Regions from separate parts of the Mus musculus genome. Here region 1 is linked to region 2. The links are chromatin contacts, called in public promoter capture Hi-C maps. All regions are on one chromosome and are shown on one strand. Each heading gives the region's core, a stretch centred on a gene start, on an enhancer-like site or on the middle of the called end of the contact. The rest is flanking DNA. Distances are from core to core; before and after follow the strand shown. Region 1 has its middle 130 kb from the start of Gm23339. Region 2 holds the start of Cntn6 (contactin 6).

Region 1 (4,237 bases), core at 479-2,978, 610 kb before region 2:
ATCAGCAGGATATGTAATGGTTTCAAATACTTATCTCTCCAACAAGGACTTAGCTAACAAGGTAAAAGACAAAATAAATTCAGGGCCAGAGGGGTGGTTTACTCTGTTATGGCTCCAGCCTAGCAACCTGAGTTGGAGTTGGATCCCTAGGATACACATGGTAGAGAGAACAAATCTCACACCTGATCTCTGACCAACACATTCATGCCATAGCACATGTAGACACTGCCAAACACAATCAAAATAACAATAAATATGATGCAAATTTTAAAAATTTGAATTTACAATGTACATGCACAGACTGGTCACAACTTAAACAATACTCTCCATGCTTTGGAGTCTTCTTTGAAGATTGGGAATTTTGTTTTTACTTATTCTTACAAATAAGCAAATCCAAAGATGATTTTTTACATATAGGTAACCAGTAATTTAAAATAAAGAAAGGAAAACATCACACATTTGACCAAAATAACTTAAAATATACATTTGAAATAAATAACATTTCAGAACAGCATTTGCTTGATGTGCTGACCTGCAATAGCAGAAGGACTCTCCAAATAAGAGTTCAAGGTGAGCCATGTCCATTCTGGTCAGACCGAGGATGGTGGGAAAGGTTCATTCTTGAAACTGGGAAATATAACTCTATACAGGTAATGTGGGGAAAGTTCACCACAGCTAAGGTAGCTCCCCACAGCAGAGAGACAAAAAGCAACAAACAGAACTCTTAAGATACATGCATGACAAAATTAATCCATGGGAAGCAACACATGATAATTTGGGCAGAAAAGTAAGAGAAGCCAGTAGATGTCTTGGCATGGCATGAGGAAACATCCTGGTGTTCAAATGAATGGATTTGGCAAAAATACTTGGTTAGTGAACAGAAAAATAACAAATTATGAGATCAGGAAAAAAAGGAGCCAAAATAATTCCAGAGATAATTATAATACTACAAAATGATTTCCCATACAGGGATGGACACATAATGTATAGATACAATGATATTAAAATGAGTACATTGGAAAGGTAGCGTGAGGAAGTTCCCTGGCTTCATTTGCTGACTTAGAAACAGACAGAAGCTGACCAGTCTGCAACATGGAGTAGAGAATTTGAGGGGCATATGGAAATATTTAAAGTGGTTTGGAAATTATAAACTTAAAAAAAACATGGTTACTATTATCATATCATAATCATATGGCATATGGGCAGACAGTACTCACTGCAGAATAAAATATTCTGGTAAATTGCTTCAGAATGGTAGTAGGATAAGCATCAAACAAAATTAGCAGTTTTTTATATTTCTTTAAAAAACACATATATGCCAAACATATTTTTATTCCAAATCAAATCAAATGCAGCAGGAAAATTCCTTAGCCCTTTACTGCTCTTAGATTGAATTGTAAGGTTGGTGTAACAGGATTGAGATGTCCAGAAAGTTTGCTGTTAACTTTTCTTCCTTTTAATTCTACCTGAAAAAATTCCTCCTAATAAATGGGTGCTACAGCTGAGTTTTTCTGAGATGTATATACTGAAACTTTATCTTAACATTTATGTTCTCTTCTTTTTAAGGATGTGTTCCTTGGCCAGTCCTGCAGGACAGAAACAACAATTAACTGTGAACTTTCATGGGTACAGTTTCCCTTTGGAGTTAAGGTAGACAAACAGGAAAGGTGGGGTGATCACTCTCAGCTTCTCCCATGAACCATTGCTGACTTCAGAGCATCAGACACTTCCTGTCTCTGTTAATGAGCTGAGCCTTGCAGCTGCATATGGGTATGTTCATAAAAACAAGAGCTCTATTGGGCTCAAATTGGCCCCCAATTTTCTCTAATATTTTCTGTTTCTTATCGTTATGACTAAATAACGATGGTAAAACTAATGGTGCCATTCCCCAGTAATTGGGAACTGAGGCTGTTTAGCAGTGACAAAGTATATGCTCAGCACAGTTAATGGGCCAAGAAGGACGTCCCACTGGGGAGTTTGCCCACAGAGGAGGAAGACTGAACACTTAGAAGGTAGGACAGTGTTCATAAAATGGAGTGTCAGAAAATCCCGTTTACAAACATTTGTCAACTGCTGTCTCCTCCTAGGGAATGTAGAAGAGGCATCTAGGTTTTAATAGTTGTCTGGGCTGGTGACAGGGCTCAGTGAGTAAAAGTGCTTGCCTCTGAACCTGAGCACTTTAGATCAACTCTTGAATTGCAAACAATGAGAGGAAGATAGCTCAATCTTGAAAGCTATTCTCTGACCTCCATATACATGCATCTGAGCTCCTACACACACACACACATACACATGTGCACTCCCTCTACCCCAGCATAGAGAGATGTAGACAGACAGACAGATAGAAAGAAAGACAGAATGATAGATACATAGACAGAAAGACAGATGGGAAGAAGCTGGAGTGATGGCCCAGTGGTTGAGTATTTTCTTTTGATGCCCAGCATAGGGAGATGCTGGAGGGGAAGAGGGTGGGTGGGTGGGTGAGCGTCTTCATAGAGGCAAAGGGGAGGGAGGAGAGGGAGGTTGTGGGGTGGGGAGCTTGTGGAGGGTAACTGGGAAGTGGGCTATCATTTGAGATGTAAACAAATGAAATGATTAGTATAAAAAAATGAATATGTTCTTGTTTACACTAAGTACCCAACTTCAATTGTCCAAAGCCCACAACTATCTTTGCTCTAGTAAAAGTGACTTCACTCGCTTTTCTGGGCTCCTCAGATATCAGGCATCAGCCTCATTCATAGTACACTTACACACATATAGGAAAACATTACCACAAATTAAAAAAGACTTTAAAAACTAAATTAAAAAGATGTAAGATAAGAAAGTTACCTTTGTATAGGGAGGACTCCTGATTTTAATGTGACTTGAAACATGTATGTTTTACTTTATTTTTGTGGTGTGTGTTTTAATGCCCAGCTTTATTTATGAGCTATTGGATGACTGAGTTCATACTAGCTCAAATTAGTATTCTTATATCATTTATATAAAAAAAAATCACAACTAGCTGAGCATCTTAGCTCACATCTGTATTCTCAGGATTTGGAAATCTGTGGCAAGAGTATCACAAATTTTAGGTCATACGGTGCCAAGCAATGAGTTCCAAATCAGGCTTGGCTAGAGTGTCAAAAAATTAAATTAAACAGTAATATTTTCACCCACGAATATTCTTTAACTTAGGATAGTATGATAAACTGAAATTATATATATATAATATATATATATATATATATATAAATTATATATATATATATATATATATTGTTGATTTTAAAAGGTATTCTCCTTAGATGAGTTTCTCTCCACCTTTCTCCCCTTTCTCCCTTCCTTTCTTCTGCCCTATTCCAGTTTAGTTTCTTGTCAACTTCACACAAACTAAAATCATTATCCTGGAAAAGGGAATCTTAAGTAAGGAATAGCGTAATGTCTATAATGTAAGCCTAGAAGGCATTTTCTCAATTAGTTATTGATGTGGGGTGTCTTAGCCCATGATATGAGGTGCCACCACTGGTGAACCTGGTTAATATGAGAAAGCGGTTCCATAGAAAGCATGGATCAATTACTCCTGCCTCTATTTCTGTTGAAGCTACTACCATGACTTCCTTCAATAATCTACTGTGTACAGAATCTGTAAACCACATAATCCCTTCCCCTCCCAAATCGTTTTTGGTCACAGTAACAGACACCAAAACAGAATATTCTTTTACTCTCCTCTAAACAAAACATATTTTTTTCATACCAGATGAGAAACGATTTGACCCTAGTGCTGATGAAATATTAGCATCTTTTAGATAATAGCAGAATCAGTATTTAATTGTTGGGTATTTCCTTTCAGCATTCTGTTAAACACTTTACATAGTTATTACATTCTATTTCCTCCTCACTGTAATCCCATGAATTGTCTAGAATGATCTCTCTGCCCCCCCCCCTTTTTCTTTTTCTTTTTCTGACTTGGGAGAATAAGACCTACAGATTTAGAATAGTGTGCCCAAGGCTGTACTGTCAGTAGGTGATAAGGCAGAGATTTAAAAGACTAGCTCAATTCTGTGGTCTTAACTCTAGGACTACATGGCAGCCCATCATAAAAAGGCTTTCCCTGCATCTCTTCAGCTGAGCCTCCCCAAAGCCCTTTAAGTTAGGCATAGCTTGTGCTTTGAGCTTCACTTTACAGATGGGGGTTTAGTGATGTAAATAACTAGCTTAGGACTTACACAGACATTAAAGGACAAAGCCAAGTCAT
Region 2 (4,358 bases), core at 1,150-3,649:
TTCATAGTTTTTGATCATTATTACAGAGTTATTTTTCTGAAACCAGTACTTCACCTACAAACAAATACATACCACATTTTTTGCAACTTAATATCTCATTTTACTTCCTTTTGGTTTTCAAAATGTAGGGTGAGATAATTCTTCCATGTGGATATCTGTCAATCACTGGTGATACCATCACACTAAGTCCCCCTTATTCTTAGAAAGAATGATATATTATAGAAAATATTCTTTATAAAATACCTTTATCCTCATGTCATTTTATTATTAGAATTTTAAGCATTAAGAAATATCACCTCAGGATTGTTATTTGTAGGGAATTGGCTCTCTCTTCAAGGGTTTCATATATAATTTGGTTATGATACAAAGTACGAAAGCTTGTGCTACCACATTCTACTTTACATGCTGACAGTACACATACATAGCTAAGTAATTAAGTGAATATTTTCTAATCCCTTCCTCCTGTAAGGAGAATAAAAAGGTGTCAATCAGCTTTTATACTATTTTCACTCACTAAAAGAATAGAAGCCTACAGTTGCTATACTTCAGCACATGGTTTTCGCAGCATCATTAGTTTCTGTGGGATGGGAAGGGGAAGCTCAGACTAAGGAGTGATCATCTGCTATGTGACCAAGTGAATTTGGTGTCATTAAAGAAAGTTATGCACATACCTTGAAAATAAAATTATGACTTCTCACTAGAAATGCTCAATTGAAGTAAGAAACAAATTTGATTTTAAGTGATGAGCCTCTTACTAAGAGTTGATAACTTATGCATTTATATAGCCTCATAGAAAGGCCTTATATAAAAGTTTCTTGATTGAAAAACCTTATACTGCATAGCCATGATTAAGCTAAGGAAAAAAAAATCTGTGAAGCATCAAACATGAAATGTCTCTGTAGTTTTGTTTGCTGTACAAATTGTGCCAGCATTTTTGTGGGCATATGTTTGTTTTGCGAAAATGTATGTATACATTTTTCACGTGTGTGGGGGTGTAGCAAAACAGTGTTCAAATATCTTATTTTATTGTAGTTTGTGGTGCACATAAATTGGTGACATATTACAACAATAATGTCTTTAAAAGATAATGAACAAATCCATCAGATAAATAAGAACTGCTCAGAACAAGACTTTCAACAGCCAACATATGGCTCCTTGGTTTATAGATATCTTTGAGAAACACTGTCACTGTAGAACAACAATATGTATCCCTTATTTTCAAGATGATTTTTTTTACAATGCCACTGCTCTCTCTGTTTTTTTTTTTAATTCTCATTATATCTTTGCCATAATATTTGTCATTCTGTGACTGCCTCTCAGAGGACATAGTCAGGATGCTGACTACCTAAACTGTAGTCGTTTTCATTGGGAGAAACAAGAATTATGAACTACAACGTCCCCCCAAACCTCCAATGTTATAGCATCATGTTAACATTGGAGCCATATAGAGTGACTAATCTCAGAACTCTGCAAAGTTTTGCTCCCAAGCCATCAAGTTCTGAAACTTTCATAAAGTATTAAAAGATCCTTATCATAACAGGCTTAGCTGCTGTGAATGGAGAGAAAAGGCGATTCTGCAAGCTATTATCTGTAAGCTGGGTGCAACCAAAATGTCAGATGAAATTTGGTGCACCCATTTGACCTCTACTCTAGTGTTTCTCTCATTATGAAAGCCCTTCCCAAGAAAGTTTTATAACCGTTCCTTTAAATTATCTGTAGATACTGCAAACCCCACCCCTCAGCCTTTGGAGGAAAAAAAAATTGCAGTGCACATCTTCTGATCTGCCGTTACTGGAAGGGTGTGTAGCTATCGGAAAGTACTAGAATTAGCACTGTCATCCAGTCTTGCCCGTTAGTTTTACTGCAGCAAAGACTAGTGAAACACTAAAAAAATATACCTGTCATCTTACTTTGCCTGGTTTGATCCTGCCTCCCCCGATAGAGACTCAAGTCATTTTTCTCTCACGGGGAATAAACATATTTTAAGCATCAGCTTCATAAAAACACAGCATCAATGAAACAGTCACTCCCCCCCACCACCACCAAACACACAAACCCAGCGTTTACCTGTTTTACTAATACAAAGAGATTGAAAGCAAGAAAAGCTGCAGCTTGCCCAGCAAAATTCTCATTGCAGCAGACAGCGCAATTCTGTACTTACGGATCTTACCAGGGAAATGTCTCGGGATCTTTACAATTTTTCTGCAGAACTCTGTCTGGAGTCCTCAGTCAGGCATGCTGTGCATCCAGGCAGAACCAAGCCGTATGGAATGTCTATGCAGCTGGGAGATAATGGGACTCTTTTTCCCAGCTGGGACTGCAAGCCTTTTATCCACTGAGTATTGCGTGGCTCCTCTCTGGTCTTAAGCATGAAATACGCTCCTCTCCTGCTGCATTCCTGACGGAACCTAGACAATTAGTTCTTGAGGCACATGTGCAAAGCTCCCGTTTGGAATATTCAAAGGGAAAATTCTCTGCACACTGAAAGGCAGTTCTGTCTTCCTCACCCTTCACAGACTCAGGCAGCTGGGAGCAGCTGCCATTCCAGTGGCATAAAAGATTAAATTCACCCCCCTCATTCTTTGACTAGATATAGTCACTCCTGTTGGGTCATCAGAAAATCGCTCTTATTGAAAACTGGGTCAGACTAACTACTTATTAGGTATCCAACAGGAAAGGAAGTAGTTTTTTATTTTTTTTCTTCCTCTGCATTGTCATTTACAAGCAAGGATTAAGCCGGTCAAGGGTCTGTACAGATTTAGACTGTGTTCAAATGTAAGCTTTCTGAAGCATGCCAGCAGCTCCTGGTGCTAGTTAAAGTGATGAGAAGGGGGACATAAAATCAAAGGGCTATCACTATACCCTTCCAAATGAAAAACTAATGTGCATTAGGCTTCTTAAAGATGGCAAATGACATAAAGTAGACTCAAATAGTCCAGAGAAACAGTGTTGTTCTCAGAAACAGTTTGTTTACAGTTTCCTGGATCAAGAAGGAGTTTGCAGGTGTTTGTGTTATAGCTCTGCCTTTTTATTTTTTTTCTTCCTTGTTTTTAAAAAAATACTTTTTGTGTTTCACATGGAGCTCTCTGACTAAACTTTTTCATATGTCTGTGTCAAGGCATGTTTTTTGAAGAGACTAACAGCTTGAAAAATAACACACACACATAGAGCGCATGCATATACATAGAGATCCTAATGTGTCCAAACATGCCTAAAACATGAGAACATTTTCAGGTCCTGACACAAAGACATATTCTTTTTTTTTACTTTTTTTATTAGGTATTTTCTTCATTTACATTTCCAATGTTATCCCAAAAGTCCCCCATACCCTCCCTGCCACTCCGCTACCCACCCACTCCCACTTCTTGGCCCTGGCGTTTCCCTATACTGAGGCATATATAGTTTGCAAGACCGATGGGCCTCTCTTTCCAGTGATGGCCGACTAGGCCATCTTCTGATACATATGCAGCTAGAGTCACGAGCTCTGGGGGTACTGGTTAGTTCATATTGTTGTTCCACCTATAGGGTTGCAGATTCCTTTAGCTCCTTGGGTACTTTCTCTGGCTCTTCCATTGAGGGCCCTGTGATCCATCCTATAGATGACTGTGAGCATCCACTTCTGTGTTTGCTAGGCCCCACTGAAAGTTTAAATAAAAGGATATGGATACTAGGAAAACTACAACCACAAATCCAATGAACTTCTGTCGAAAGGTAACTTTGTTTTATTCTGTAATCCGTTTTTACAGTCCAGTCTTCACCTCCATTCTGGTATGCCACACCCTCCCCCCCAAAAACCTCTCTCCATCCTGTACCTTCACCCCTGTCTCCAAGAGAATGTCCCCACCCCCTTCCCCTAACTCACCAGATCTGCCCACTCCCTGAGGCCTCAAGTCTCTCGAGGGGTAGGTACATATTTTCTCACTGAGGCCAGACTGGGCAGTCCTCTGCCATATGTGCTGGGGGCCACATATCAGCTGGTATATGCAGCCTGGTTGGTGGCTCAGTGTCTGGAGATCTCAGGGGTCCGGGTCAGTTGAGTCTGCTGGACTTCCTATGGGTCACCCTCCTCCTCAGCTTCTTACAGCTTTTCCCTAATTCAACCACAGGGGTCCCAACTTCTGTCAATTGGTTAGATGTTAGTATCTGCATCTAACTCTTAGTTACTTGTTGGGCCTTTTGGAGGGAAGCCATGGTAGTCTCCCATCTGCAAGCATACCACAGCATCAATCAGGCCCTGGGACCTCCGCTTGAGGTGGATCTCAATTTGTGCCTGTAACTGAACCTCTTTTCTCTTTTGCTCTTCTCCATTTTTGTCCCTGCAGTTCCTTTAGACTAGAACAATTCTGGGTCAGAGCTTT

The links. Promoter capture Hi-C pulls out the DNA fragments that hold promoters and counts their contacts.
Region 1: a contact with region 2 is called in a promoter capture Hi-C map of second pharyngeal arch cranial neural crest, with 2.5 times the contacts expected there. The contact joins the enhancer-like site here to the promoter of Cntn6 in region 2. A contact is called at or near these places in 9 of 39 promoter capture datasets (embryonic stem cells, frontonasal cranial neural crest, hippocampal neurons and 4 more) and 3 of 484 Hi-C or Micro-C datasets (cerebellar granule neurons, embryonic stem cells and uterus).

What each region holds. Positions count from the first base shown.
Region 1 is chr6:105,099,757-105,103,993 of GRCm38.p6, reverse strand. No RefSeq gene overlaps it. Among named protein-coding and RNA genes, the nearest start is that of Gm23339, 130 kb to the left of the region's middle. Within about 2 kb of position 1,728, at least 3 of the 459 cell types and tissues checked have an H3K27ac peak or open chromatin away from gene starts, as enhancers often do. A contact at or near this core is called in second pharyngeal arch cranial neural crest, where this site is marked.
Region 2 is chr6:104,491,085-104,495,442 of GRCm38.p6, reverse strand. Cntn6 (contactin 6) reads right to left here and starts at 2,399. Exons shown (of 23, transcript NM_017383.3): 1 at 2,171-2,399.